2 separate regions of the Mus musculus genome follow, and region 1 is linked to region 2. The links are chromatin contacts, called in public HiChIP or PLAC-seq maps. All regions are on one chromosome and are shown on one strand. Each heading gives the region's core, a stretch centred on a gene start, on an enhancer-like site or on the middle of the called end of the contact. The rest is flanking DNA. Distances are from core to core; before and after follow the strand shown.

Region 1 (5,887 bases), core at 1,284-3,783, 390 kb before region 2:
AGGGCTGGTGAGATGGCTCAGTGGGTAAGAGCACCCGACTGCTCTAGAGATCCTGAGTCAAATCCCAGCAACCACATGGTGGCTCACAACCATCTGTAACAAGATCTGACTCCCTCTTCTGGAGTGTCTGAAGACAGCTATAGTGTACTTACATATAATAAATAAATAAATAAATAAAAAAGAGGACACTTTCCAAAAGTCTTTATTGAACCAACTGCATGTTAATTGACAAAGTATTTCACTTTCCCAAAATGAGGTTTCTCAATGTAGGCCAGGCTGGCCTTAATCTGACTGCAGCTCCGATTCCAATGGCTGCCTGGCAATGTACAAGCCAAAAACTTCTGCTAGCTTCCAGGAGATCCTCTTGTGGAATTTTTCTGAAAAGGAAGTGCAAGTCTATGTTAGTTCCACCTTCAGGCTCATTCCCCAACTCAGGCTTTCCTAAGAACTGGTCTCAGTCCCATATCCGCATTTCTCATCCATAGATGTCCACTGATAATGGGTTTCATCATGGACCAGTGTCTGTACTCATGCAATGTTCAATTGACAAATACCAGCCAACATGGCACACATCTTTGCCCCAGATGTGAACAGCTAACTAGTTCAGACATAAATTATGGAGGTGGCTTATAGATGGCTAGCCACTATGCAAACCTGAATTTCTGCTATACTACTTAGGAAAAGGGTTAACAATCCTTAAGCTTACCCAACAAGTGTAGACCAAATCATATATAATGGCTGCTTCACTGGTTACATGGCCCTTAAAAAAAAAAAACCATGAAAGTAAGCCATTACTCAGCAATACTGATCAGTTCTCAAGTTTTCCCACTTCAAAGCCCAGGCATGTCTGAGTCTGGCCTGCTGCTCTACAGCAGACTGCATCGCTGTGAGGCCAGCTTCAGGGTGCTCTTCCTCCTTAACGACCACCAAGACCAGCGTCAAGATCCGATGGGAAAGGGAAACCGGAGGGTCAGGCTGTCTTAGCCAGCAATTACCTTAGTGTTAGGAGCCTGACAGGCCGTCTTCTCAGACTCTTCCAAGAAATAAGCTCAAGTGTAACCTGCAGAAGAAACATTTGTTGTAAATACCACAGAACAATAGCCTCACAGGTAGAGGGCGCTCAACTTGAGGCCTGATATACATATATAGGAAAGATGAGTGGCAGCTGCAGGCACTGTGCTGACCTGAGCTGTCAAAGTCTCTCCATTACTCTGGCATGCAGTTGGAGATCCCATGGCTACAGGCAGCCACAGCCCTTGGAAACATGCCTCAGGTCTCCCCGGGTAGTGCAACTAAACGGAGCTTACCAGACCCTTCTGCTGTATCGTTGTCCATTATCTTCTGGTCTCCCTCCTCACAATCTTCATCAACAGCTAAGATGAATGGCAACAGAATTAGCCACAATAATCTTGTTCCATATTCCCAGTCATTACCTTATAGGGACTGTGACAGTGACCAAGGCATTGTTTATTTACCAATAGATGATCAATACAGGCCTGAATTGTAAATCAGATTGAGCTCACTCACCGGTCTACCTCCTATCCCCTCCCACCCCCCCCAGGAATAAAAGCCTAAAGATTGCTACATACTCCAGAGAAATAGTAAGGTGAAGCTGTCATTTTCCACAATGTTGCAGATCAGTTACAGGAAACAGAACTGCGACCGTCAAGGAAAATTCTTTCTCTGGGCCACCTTTTTGACCACAGCAGCTATGTAGAAGCTGCTGCAGCTTCGATAAGGGCCACAGACAGCGATAGCAATTGCTAGACCTCAAACCCACAAGCCACATGCCTCACCACTGCCTACTAGAGAGACGCCTGAAAAGGCAATCCTGTGGGCTCCGATGGCTCCTAGTTCAATACGTGAAGCTTTAGACATTGGGATAGGTTCCTGACTATAACCCAAAGCAGTCTCAAATTAATGACCCTACCGCCTACAAACGCTTTTTAACGCGCTGTGGACATCAGGTTTAGCTGAATAAAATGGCGGCTTTTTGCAATCAGAAAGCGAGAAAGCCGAGGTTGTATAATCCTTGCCCAACTCTGTAGGGCCCATTATCCTGACTTTTTTTTTTTTAAGGCTTTAATACTATGGTTGACATAGCGATCGCCTAGCACGTGGTAGGACCCAAATTCCACCCAACATAGGAGCGAGGTTAATCACAAAAAGGTCGCTCGGAGGTAATGGTCACAGGCCCTTCCATTGGCGTCATCCTAATAAGGTTACTGCACCCAAGCACGTAATCCAGTAAAGGCACAAATGCTCTTACCAGATCCCGTCACCCCCAAGCCTACAACACTCACGGGTCAAAAGGCGTGGGGCCCTGAGTTATCACTGCGCATGTGGCCATAACCCGTGCTTCCTTGGACCAGACGGAAAAATCCGGTCCCTTCCCGGCAGGCTCGGTATCTCACGAATCATCCGGAGAGGCGGACGGAGCTGGTGGGCTGGGAAGATGGGGGGCGGGCAACGTTGGGTAGAAGTACAAGGCGCCATAACGAAAACAGACAGGGACCGCGGATGAAGCGAGAAAGGACTGAGAACGGCCTGCACCAGGATTATATACTCTCGCGCCCTCTACTGAGTCTGCGTCATCCACCTGACGCACGGCGCCTCTGGGAAATGTAGTTCTTAGCAAAGCCGGGTTCCTGCTCCTTGTCTGGCCCTGATAGTGGTTTCGACCCAGGCCAGAGCGCTCAACTCAAATCTCTGACCAACTGCCATCACTATGGATTAAGTTCCCGGGCGACTTTGAATTACACCGATCTTAGAAAGGGTTTTCCACATTTGGATGTGCTTAATAAAGAGATTTTGCAAATTAAAAAAAGAGAAGAAAAAAAAAAATGGAGTTTTCCCCCGGAGCATCCCGGGATGGCCTAGAGGGTAACAGCATGCTGGCAGATCTTCTTAAAGAATGACCCTCAGAAGCCAGGCGTGGGGGCGCACGCATTTAATCCCAACACTCGGGAGGCAGAGGCAGGCAGATTTCTGAGTTCGAGGCCAGCCTGTTCTACAAAGTGAGGTCCAGGACAGCCAGGGCTACCCAGAGAAACCCTGTCTCAAAAAACCAAAATTTTGTTCTTCTTTTTTTCTTTTCTTTTCAAAGATTTATTTATTTATTTGATGTATATATGAGTACACTGTCACTGTCTTCAGACACACCAGAAGAGGGCATTAGATCCAATTACAGGTGGTTATGAGCCACCATGTGGTTGCTGGGATTTGAACTCAGGACCTTTGGAAAAGCAGCCAGTGCTCTTAACTGCTGAGCCATCTCTCCAGCCCACCTTTTTTTTTTTTTTTTCTATTTTATTTTCTTTGATAGGGGAATATAGTTTATTTGGCTTATAATTCCAGATTGCAGTCCTTCATGACAGGAAAGTCACGGTCGGGGGTCCGGGGGGATGGCTAGCAGGTTGTATCACGTCTACAGTTTAAAGTAGAGAGGTGACATTTTCTTTTCTTTTTTTGTTTTGTTTTGGTTTGGTTTTGGTTTTACAACACAGGGTTTCTCTGTAGAGCTCTAGCTGTCCTGGAACTCACTTTGTAGGCCAGGCTGGCCTCAAACTCAGAAATCCTCCTGCCTCTGCCTCCCGGGTGCTGGGATTAAAGCCATGCACCACCACACCCGGTAACATTTTCTTTTTTTTTTTATTTTTTGTTTTTATTTTACACAGCATCTCACTAGTTTGTCCAGGCAGACCTCAGCCTCTCAAGTAGCTGGAATTACAAGCATCCTTCCAGGTCCAATTTCTTTCCTTCCCCAATGTTAGGAAGGGTGTCACTGGACTTACCACATGCTGCTCCCAAGCTATTCCCCTTAGCTCCTACATACACCTGAAAAAATAGGTTTCCAGGCAGGAGAGATGGCTCAGCAGTTAAGAGCACTGACTGCTCTTACAAAGGTCCTGAGTTCAGTTCCCAGCAACCACATGGTGCCTCACAACCATCTGCAATGTGTCTAAAGACAACTACAATGTACTCATAAAATAAATAAATAAATAAATAAATAAATAAATAAATCTTTTTTTTTTTTTTTAATTTAAGAAAAAATAGGTTTCAGGCTGGAGAGGTGCCTCAGAGGTTAAAAGCATTTGCTGTGCAAACATGAAGACCACAATTTGGATCCTACCACCCCTTCTCCCCTCCCCCAGCAAGCTGGGAGTGGTAGTTTAGGGAGCTTGTTTTTTTGAGACAGGGTTTCACTATACAGACCACGCTGGCCTTGAACTGCCTCTTCCTCCTGAGTGCTTGGATTAAAGACATGCACCATACTGCCTTGCCTTGCCTTTTTTAAAAAGGATTTTATTTATTTATTATATATATATGAGTACACTGTAGCTGTACAGATGGTTGTGAGCCTTCATGTGGTTGCTGGGAATTGAACTCAGGACTTCTGCTCACTCCGGTCCACTCCCTCCAGCCCTGCTGGCTCTGGCCCAAAGATTTAATTATTACATGTAAGTACACTGTAGCTGTCTTCAGACACACCAAACGGGGGCGTCAGATCTCATTACGGATGGTTGTGAGTCGCCATGTGGTTGCTGAGACTTGAACTCAGGACCTTTGGAAGAGCAGTCATTACTCTTAACCGCTGAGCCATCTCTCCAGCCCTTTCCTTGCTTTTGTTTAAGACTTGGTTTCTCGGGCTGGTGAGATGGCTCAGCGGGTAAGAGCACCCGACTGCTCTTCCGAAGGTCAGGAGTTCAAATCCCAGCAACCACATGGTGGCTCACAACCATCCGTAACGAGATCTGATGCCCTCTTCTGGAGTGTCTGAAGACAGCTACAGTGTACTTACAAATAATAAATAAATAAATCTTAAAAAAAAAAAAAAAAAAAAAAAAAAGACTTGGTTTCTCATTTGCCTGAAGTTTGCCCATGGAGTAAGAGAATGTCCAGCGATTGCCTGTCTCCTCCTCCCAGGGCTGAGGTTGCTGACATCCTCTTGGCTTTATTACGGGTCTTCTCAGGATGGCACTCATGTCCTCAGGCCAGTGTGGCAAGCACTTTACCAGCTGAGCTATTTACTGCTTTAGCCCAAGTACGTGTTTCCTTCCTTGTCTTCCTCATTAGAATGAGAGCTCCCCAAGAGCAGGAACCCCTCCTCTGTCTGCTCCATGCTCTGTGCGTACTTGTATATAACAGATGGAACGGAACAGATGGTGATGCACGCCTGAAATCCCAGCACTTGGGAGGCAGAAGCAGGCGGATTTCTGAGTTCAAGGCCAGCCTGGTCTACAGAGTAACAGGACAGCCAGGGCTGCACAGAGAAACCCTCTCTCGGAAAAAAAAAAACCAAACCAAAACAAAAAAACCAAAACAAAAAGATGGAACGGAGCTGCGGGTGGTGGCGCACGCCTTTAATCCCAGCACTCGGACCAAAAAAGCAAAAAGAGATGGAACGGACCAGTGAGAGGGCTCAGCAGGTCACGCACGACTCTGAAAAATTGAGTTCAATGCCCAGAACCCACACAAAAGGTAGGGATAGCTGACTCCACAGTTGTCCACTGGCCTCCACATGATGATTGGGGGGGTGTGGGGGGGGTGTGAATGAAACTTGCCTGCAGTTGCATAACCAGTAAGTGGCCCTTGAACCACAACTCAAAATCTCCTGGATGGAAATGTGCAGACCTTTGCTGCTGAGGTTGACAGTTCCGTCTGAGCCACCCCATGAGGATTGGCCTTAGCAGATAAAGAAGCAGGGTATAGGGGAGGGAAACTGCTAACCCGTTGGGTTACCCACGCCTTATCTATGGCATGGATCAGCTGAACTGTGGGTTCCGGTGTCAGGTGCAGTCAGAGACGGCCACACGTGACCCCAGTCCTAGTGGGAGCCTCTGAAACAGAAAATGCAAAGTCCAAAGGATCTGATGCTGACACTGCA
Region 2 (5,976 bases), core at 2,438-4,937:
CCCAGAAACATGACCTCCCACTGCAGGGTGTTGAAGGCCGAGCCCTCCCTCCGCTGAGCATGTGATGTCACCCCCTCTGTTTGGAGCTTCTTTAGGTCAAAGAAATCAATTGCTTTCCATAGAGCTGATACTGTGAACATTCGAATGCATCTGTGGCCTTCGCCTCCCCAGCTGCCCTGTCCCTCCTTGGAAACAGCAGCTTTGCCGAGGGCTCCCCAGCTTCCATCTCAGGAGACCAGAACTCATGGAAAAATTAGGCACTTTTGGCTAAAAGTGCGAATGGAACATTTTTAGTTGTAGTCTGGGGAAGAAAAGTTAATGAGGTTTTAAAAATCAGGTCTTGTCGTGTGGGGAGCTTGCTCCCCCAGGGGAGAGGCCCCTTTACCTCAGTGGATCCTGTTAAGGAGTGCTTCCAGCCTCAGCCTGGGCCCCTCCCACCTGGCATGGTAAGGGGGTAAGGGACGCTCAGGGAAGAGGTGCATTCTCCGACCTCTGCCTCAGGCCTGAGGACGCCCACTGGGAGCTGGGGCATTTCCATCTCCTGGTGGCCATCCCTGGTCAGGGTGTGAGTGAGCTCTGCTACTCCCCACCCAGTGCCTGAGGAGCCTGTCAGGTTTTGAGAGCTTGATTTTATGGTGGGTTTTGGATTTAGTTTCCTTTTTCCTTTTTTAAATATTGGTTTTAAAAAGGGAGCCTGATGCCCCCAATTGGTAGTGAGAATTTGGGGACCTCCCCAACCCCCGACCCCACAAACAGGGCCTCTGTAATCCTCCAGCTAACTTCCTACAAACATCTGCCTGGAAGATTAGTAGAATCCTAATTCTAGGCTGGAATGAGCTTCATGAGGCTTGACAGAGGCTCACTGTCAGCCGTGGCTGGGGGCTGAAGGGGAGTAAGCAAGAGCAAAGTGGGAAGCCACGGCAGCCTCCGGCCTCCCCTGCTGAATGCTCTATACAAATTCAGCACCTTTGACTGGTTTTGAGTGTGCATTTTCTTTTAGTGATACTGTTACCAGTGGCAGTTTGCTTTACAGAGGGGGAGCCCAGGTGGGAGAGAAATGGGCTTGGGTTCCATTCTCAGAAGTGAATTGCAGACTGGAACTGAGCCAGAGAAGGCTGGGCTGTAGGGGTTGGATTAGCATGGGCTCAAGCTACACCAGCTCTGAAGAGGAGGAGCAGGAGGAGCCTGCCCACTGGGCATCGTGCCATCCCCATCAGGACCTCAGACCTGGGGTACCTGAACTCTGTCCCTCTGCTGCCGCCTCTGTCTGGAAATTGGACCAGAATTCTGATGTCCCTCCAGCCTCCTCCCCCTCCTCTGCTGGCTCTGGCAACAGATCCTGGGATATGGTAATTGTTTGGATTTTCTTTCTTTCTGCAGTTGTGTGTGAAGAACAGGCTCTGTCCAGGTAGAAAGATTGAGGGGCAGGGGGAGGGGAGTCCCATCTCCAGGGTCAGAGACTTGGCAGGACTTTCCCCAAAGTGACTCAGGCACACCACAGTAACAGTCCCAACTGCAGTTTTATTTTTACTTCAGAAGTAGATTTCCTTCAAACCACATGAGATCTCTGCCACCCACCCACAATCAAGCCCTATATTCCCAAGGAGGCTGACTCCGGGGGCCCTTCCCCCCAGGCCAGCAATGTATTCCGGGGATGTATTCTGGGGTCTGAGGGCCCTGGCCCATTCTGAGAAATGGAGCTGTAGCTATGGCCTAGCCAGCACCCCCAGTGCTCGCTCATGGGAAATATCAGCCCTAGGCTGGTTGTTTTTACAAATCTCTCTCAGATATATTATTTTCATGACAAAAATGAAGGAGCTTTGTAAATTTTTTAAAAATTATGAATCGTATCAAGTAGTTGTTTACATTTGACAAAATAGGAACTATGCCGGCAGAGTCCAACCGAAAACCCCCTAGGTGAGATAGGCAGTAACTGGGCCTGCTGTCTGCGCCTTTCGTAGTGACAGATGTGGCTGTAGTGTTTAGGTGTTTGGTCTTGCTTCTTGTATGGCATTTTTCAATAAACTTTAAAAAAAAAAAAAAAAGCCTGACTGTGAGGATTGATCCACTTTTAAAGTTCTCTTCTAACAAAAGCATGGGAAAATTAATTTAATACCTGGGAAGGGAAGCTGCCGCCGCCGCCGAGTGCAGTGAGCTACCCACACTGGGCTAGGGTGCAGTGGGAAGGAAGTGCTGAGAACTGGAGGGTGCCTCTGCCAGCTGGGGGAGGCTTTGCACACAGGTCAGACCGACCTGTCTCCAGGGGAGCAGTCCGATCCCAGGGTCAGGGCTTTGGCAGTAGTTAGCCCTGCCGGGACAGAGCCACTTGACTGAAGGAAGAACAGACCTGAGGTGGTGGCAGTTAGAGTTGCGGTCACTGCCCCAGACAGCTGCAGAGGGTCTCATTCCACCTCATCGCCCACCTTCCCCCGGTGGTCCCATTTCCACCAGGACTACCAACTTAGACGGAGCCTGTCCCAGCCTGGGACATCCCAACCTACCACTGTTGTTTGCCAAGGAACCCTGTGCATCTCACGGTGCTCTTGGCCTACCCTGCAGCCCTTCAGGTGCCGGTCCTGGGCTAAGGCCACATGGGCTGAAGAAATTCCTGAGGCTGAATCATGCTGGTGTCCACATTAACACATGCCCCTGGAGCTCGTTCGGTGCAGCTGGCACTGCTACACATGCAGGTCAGCAGCCTTGGCGGCTGCTGCCACCACAATATCCATCCTAGCCTCGGAGGTGACTGGAGCAGCTATTGGGCACTGGACTTCTGGTGTCCCAGTCCCATGGTCCACACTGGTAGCCTCACAGCAGGTTATACCTTGAACCTCAGACCCGGGCCCCCAAATCTCCGCCTAATTTGGCATAGCCCCCCAAACTGAGTCGGTCCAGCCGTGGCCAGCTTCGGTGGGCACAGTCCCGAGTTGCTGGCGCCCCCAGAAGAAGCTCCCCTAGGCCCAGGTCCAGAGACTTGGAGTGCTCGATGCAGGAACCAGAGGGCTGCACCGTGATGATCACGTGTCCAGTCTGAGTCCGAGGACCCCAGGGTGGTGGCAGCCCCGGGCCCTTCAACGGGTAGCTGTGGAGCAGGGCAGGCAGCCCCGATCGAGGGTTGGCAGGTTCAGAGCGCAGGCTGCGCACCGACGGGACGGGCGAGGGGCCCCTCCTCGGGGCCAGGTCCCAAGTTTCGGGTTCCGCGACGGCGCCCGGGGACCCATGCGCGGGACTGGGCAGCAGCGCGTCCCAGCCTGGGCCGTCGGGCGGCCGCAGCGCCTGAGCCCTCAGCATGCCCCGGCGGAGACGCCGGGTCTCCAGGTCGCGGTTCTCGTAGAGCAATGTGTTGGCACAGATGAACACGAACAGGCCGACGCCCATGATTACCGGTCCCAGCAGCCGCAGGCGCTCGTGCGGCCCGTGCGCGCGGCCGGTCCTCGGGGCGTGGGTGTGGGAGGCGCGGCCGGGCCAGTAGCCGGCCACGGCGATGCCCATGCCCACCAGCACCACGAGCGCGCCCAGCGCCGCGAACGCCCCCGACGGCGAACGCAGCCGCAGCCGAGCCCGCACCCGCAGCGGCTCTGGCGGGGAGCGCGGCCGCCTCCGCCGGCCCAAGCGGCGGCCCAGGCGCGAAACGCGGCCCTCGGGGCTCCTGCGCGCGCCGCCGTCTCCGGGGCTCCCGGCCGTCATCGCGCGGTCGTCCGGGCGCTCTGCGGGGAAGAGCAGAGAGGCAGACACTGACCCGACGGGCCGGGCTCCGGGGGAGGGATGCGCGGGGCCGCCTCGGCCGGCCGCTTGGAGATCCCTGGCGGCCACCCCCGGATTTTCCCGGGGCCGCAAGGCAGGGAGCCGCCCCCGCTCGGGTTTTCCGCAGCGGAGCTGGGAGCCAGCGTTGGCCGGGCCCGCGGGCGGTGCGCAGGGAGGGGGCTGCGGGGCTCGGGTGCAGCCGGGGCTGCGGGGCTCCTGCAGCCTGCGCGCGCTCTGCTCGCCCGCCCGCCCGCCCACCCGCGCGGGCCCCCCTTGCGATCGCGGCCGGGGTAAGTACCTCCCGAGCTCGACCCCACCCCCCGCACGTGGCCGCCCCGAAGTAACCAGGGGAGGGGGTACTCGGATCGCCCGGGGCTGCGGGGCTCGCGCGCGCGCGCCCCACCTCCCCCTTACTGCGCTTTACATACCGCAGCGAGGGCCGGCGGAGGTGTCTCTGACTCCGGCTTCTCCTTGCTCGCCCCCTCCTTGCAGACTTCCTCAGCCGGCACTGGAGCTGCAGCAGGAGAGACTTGAGCTAGACTCTGGGAAAAACCGCTCTGGCCGAGACCAGCCAGTCAGAGCAGAGGAGGCAACGGCGGACTTTGTCCAGGATTCTTCTCCACTCCTCCAGAAGAGGCCTCCCCCTCCCCCCACGGCCGGGCTAGAGCCGGGGCTGGAGGCAGGGGACTGCCAGTGCTGGACGCAGGTCCTCGCCGGACGGACTCTCCTCCTGGATCGCTCGCCGGCCCAGGCAAGGCTGTTCCCAGATTGCGGTGTTTCCGATTCGGGCTCCCGGGGATGAATCATCCCCCTTTCCCGCCGCCTGGCCTCTTTTCCAGCCTCCTCCGCCCGAGGCCTCCGTGGGCCGCGTCCGGGCCAGAACAGCACCGCCCCGGGGTCGGGGCCGCACGCTGGAGCCGCTCCAGGAGGCCTTGTGCCCTGGTCCCGGCGCCGGGAGGCCGCGGGCAGCGGGGTCCGGGCGTCCGGTCTCGGTCCCCGGTGTCCCGGAGAGAAGCGGCAGCGGCGCCCGTCCCGGGCCTAGCACGGAGCGACCCCGGCCCGAGGCCCTGCAGACCCGGCCCGGACCCCTGCACCCCCGCTGCGCCCCGGGCCGGCTGCAGGAAGGGCGCGGGATGGCTGAGCCCCGCCCCGGACCCCGCGACCCGCCTCCGCCCGCGCCCTCGACGGAGAGGCGCCCGGCCGGCCCCGCCGACGGCCCCGCTCGCTCCGCCGGGCGCGCGGCCAGTTTCCATGATGCGGACTCGGCCCGGGAGCCCCCGCCTGGGATTGATTAGCCCGCGGCCCGTACTAATGAGAGCCGGCTGCGCGCGCGGCCCTCGCCCCTCTGGCCCCGGAGACCGGCATCCCCCGGCCGCAGAGCCTCCCAAGTGGATCTGGAGAAGGCACCCCTGCCCCACAGACGCTGAGCCCTCCCGTTCCCTCTGCTCTCCAGGGCTGACGCCTGAGGCATCTGCCTGTGTTGACTTCCTACTCACTCGCCCGCCGCCCGGGCGGGTGTGTGGATCCCCTGTCTTCCGGGTGTCCCTCCCACAACTGAGACCACAAGCCCAGGGCACAAGCTTCACTCTCAGCTGCCTGGGACTCCTGATCGGTCCCAGAACCCAAACCTCCACTGGCGAGGTCCACACTCACCTCCAGAGCACACTTAGGCCCCAGCTCTCCTCTTCATCTAGAACCAGCCGGTTCTTTCCTGTAGCCACTGTCCTCTTCGGGCAACTCCATCTCTTAAAGTCCCTGCAGTCTGCCCGCCGCCTGTCCCTGCCAACTGGTCTGCAAACGTCACAGAGCACCGTCCCAAATGTGCATCTGCCCCTTGCTGAAAACCCTCTTTGGCTCCCTGGTGCTGTCCGAATGGTTTCAGAGCCGGTGTGGTTTGAGCATGCTCCAGACCTTCTCACCTGGCCCGTGTGGCTGAAGCTGCCTAGGTCCCCAGTCCCTCTGAACTCTGGCCCCCAAGGCTTATCCAGTTTCTGGCTTTTCTCTCAGGAACACGGATTCCCCTTTGCACCTCGTGCTCCTCCAGAGCCCTGGGCCAGGTCTTCCCTCCCGTGCCCCCTCTGCACACAGCTGAGCTGACAATGCTCTTGGGGATTGACCTGTTTGGGGGGGGGGGGGGTTGCTGGCCGGCATTGAGGTCTGAGGCCCAAGGCTGGTTCTGACTTGCTCCTTTCTAGAGCCTTGTGCTCAAGGGAATGTGTGCCCTAGCTGGCC

What was found. HiChIP or PLAC-seq counts read pairs in DNA pulled down with a chosen protein or histone mark.
Region 1: an HNF4G HiChIP or PLAC-seq map of pancreatic cancer cells shows a contact between it and region 2. The contact joins the promoter of Snhg12 here to the promoter of Tmem200b in region 2. A contact is called at or near these places in 2 of 115 datasets of contacts at active chromatin or transcription factors (memory CD8 T cells and pancreatic cancer cells) and 1 of 9 other capture datasets (liver).

What each region holds. Positions count from the first base shown.
Region 1 is chr4:132,305,324-132,311,210 of GRCm38.p6, reverse strand. It overlaps Snhg12 (small nucleolar RNA host gene 12), which reads right to left and starts at 2,533. Exons shown (of 5, transcript NR_029468.1): 1 at 2,304-2,533; 2 at 1,308-1,373; 3 at 996-1,060; 4 at 707-760; 5 at 187-377. Snora16a (small nucleolar RNA, H/ACA box 16A) reads right to left here and starts at 1,746; the gene lies at 1,611-1,746. It overlaps Snora44 (small nucleolar RNA, H/ACA box 44), which reads right to left and starts at 1,258; the gene lies at 1,142-1,258. Snora61 (small nucleolar RNA, H/ACA box 61) reads right to left here and starts at 904; the gene lies at 843-904. It also overlaps Snord99.
Region 2 is chr4:131,919,482-131,925,457 of GRCm38.p6, reverse strand. It overlaps Tmem200b (transmembrane protein 200B), which reads right to left and starts at 3,687. Exons shown (of 1, transcript NM_001201367.1): 1 at 2,318-3,687. The coding sequence starts at 3,687. The coding sequence ends at 2,833. It overlaps Epb41 (erythrocyte membrane protein band 4.1), which reads left to right. Exons shown (of 21, transcript NM_183428.3): 21 at 1-2,029. It overlaps Gm12992 (predicted gene 12992), which reads left to right and starts at 5,429. Exons shown (of 5, transcript NR_102393.1): 1 at 5,429-5,690.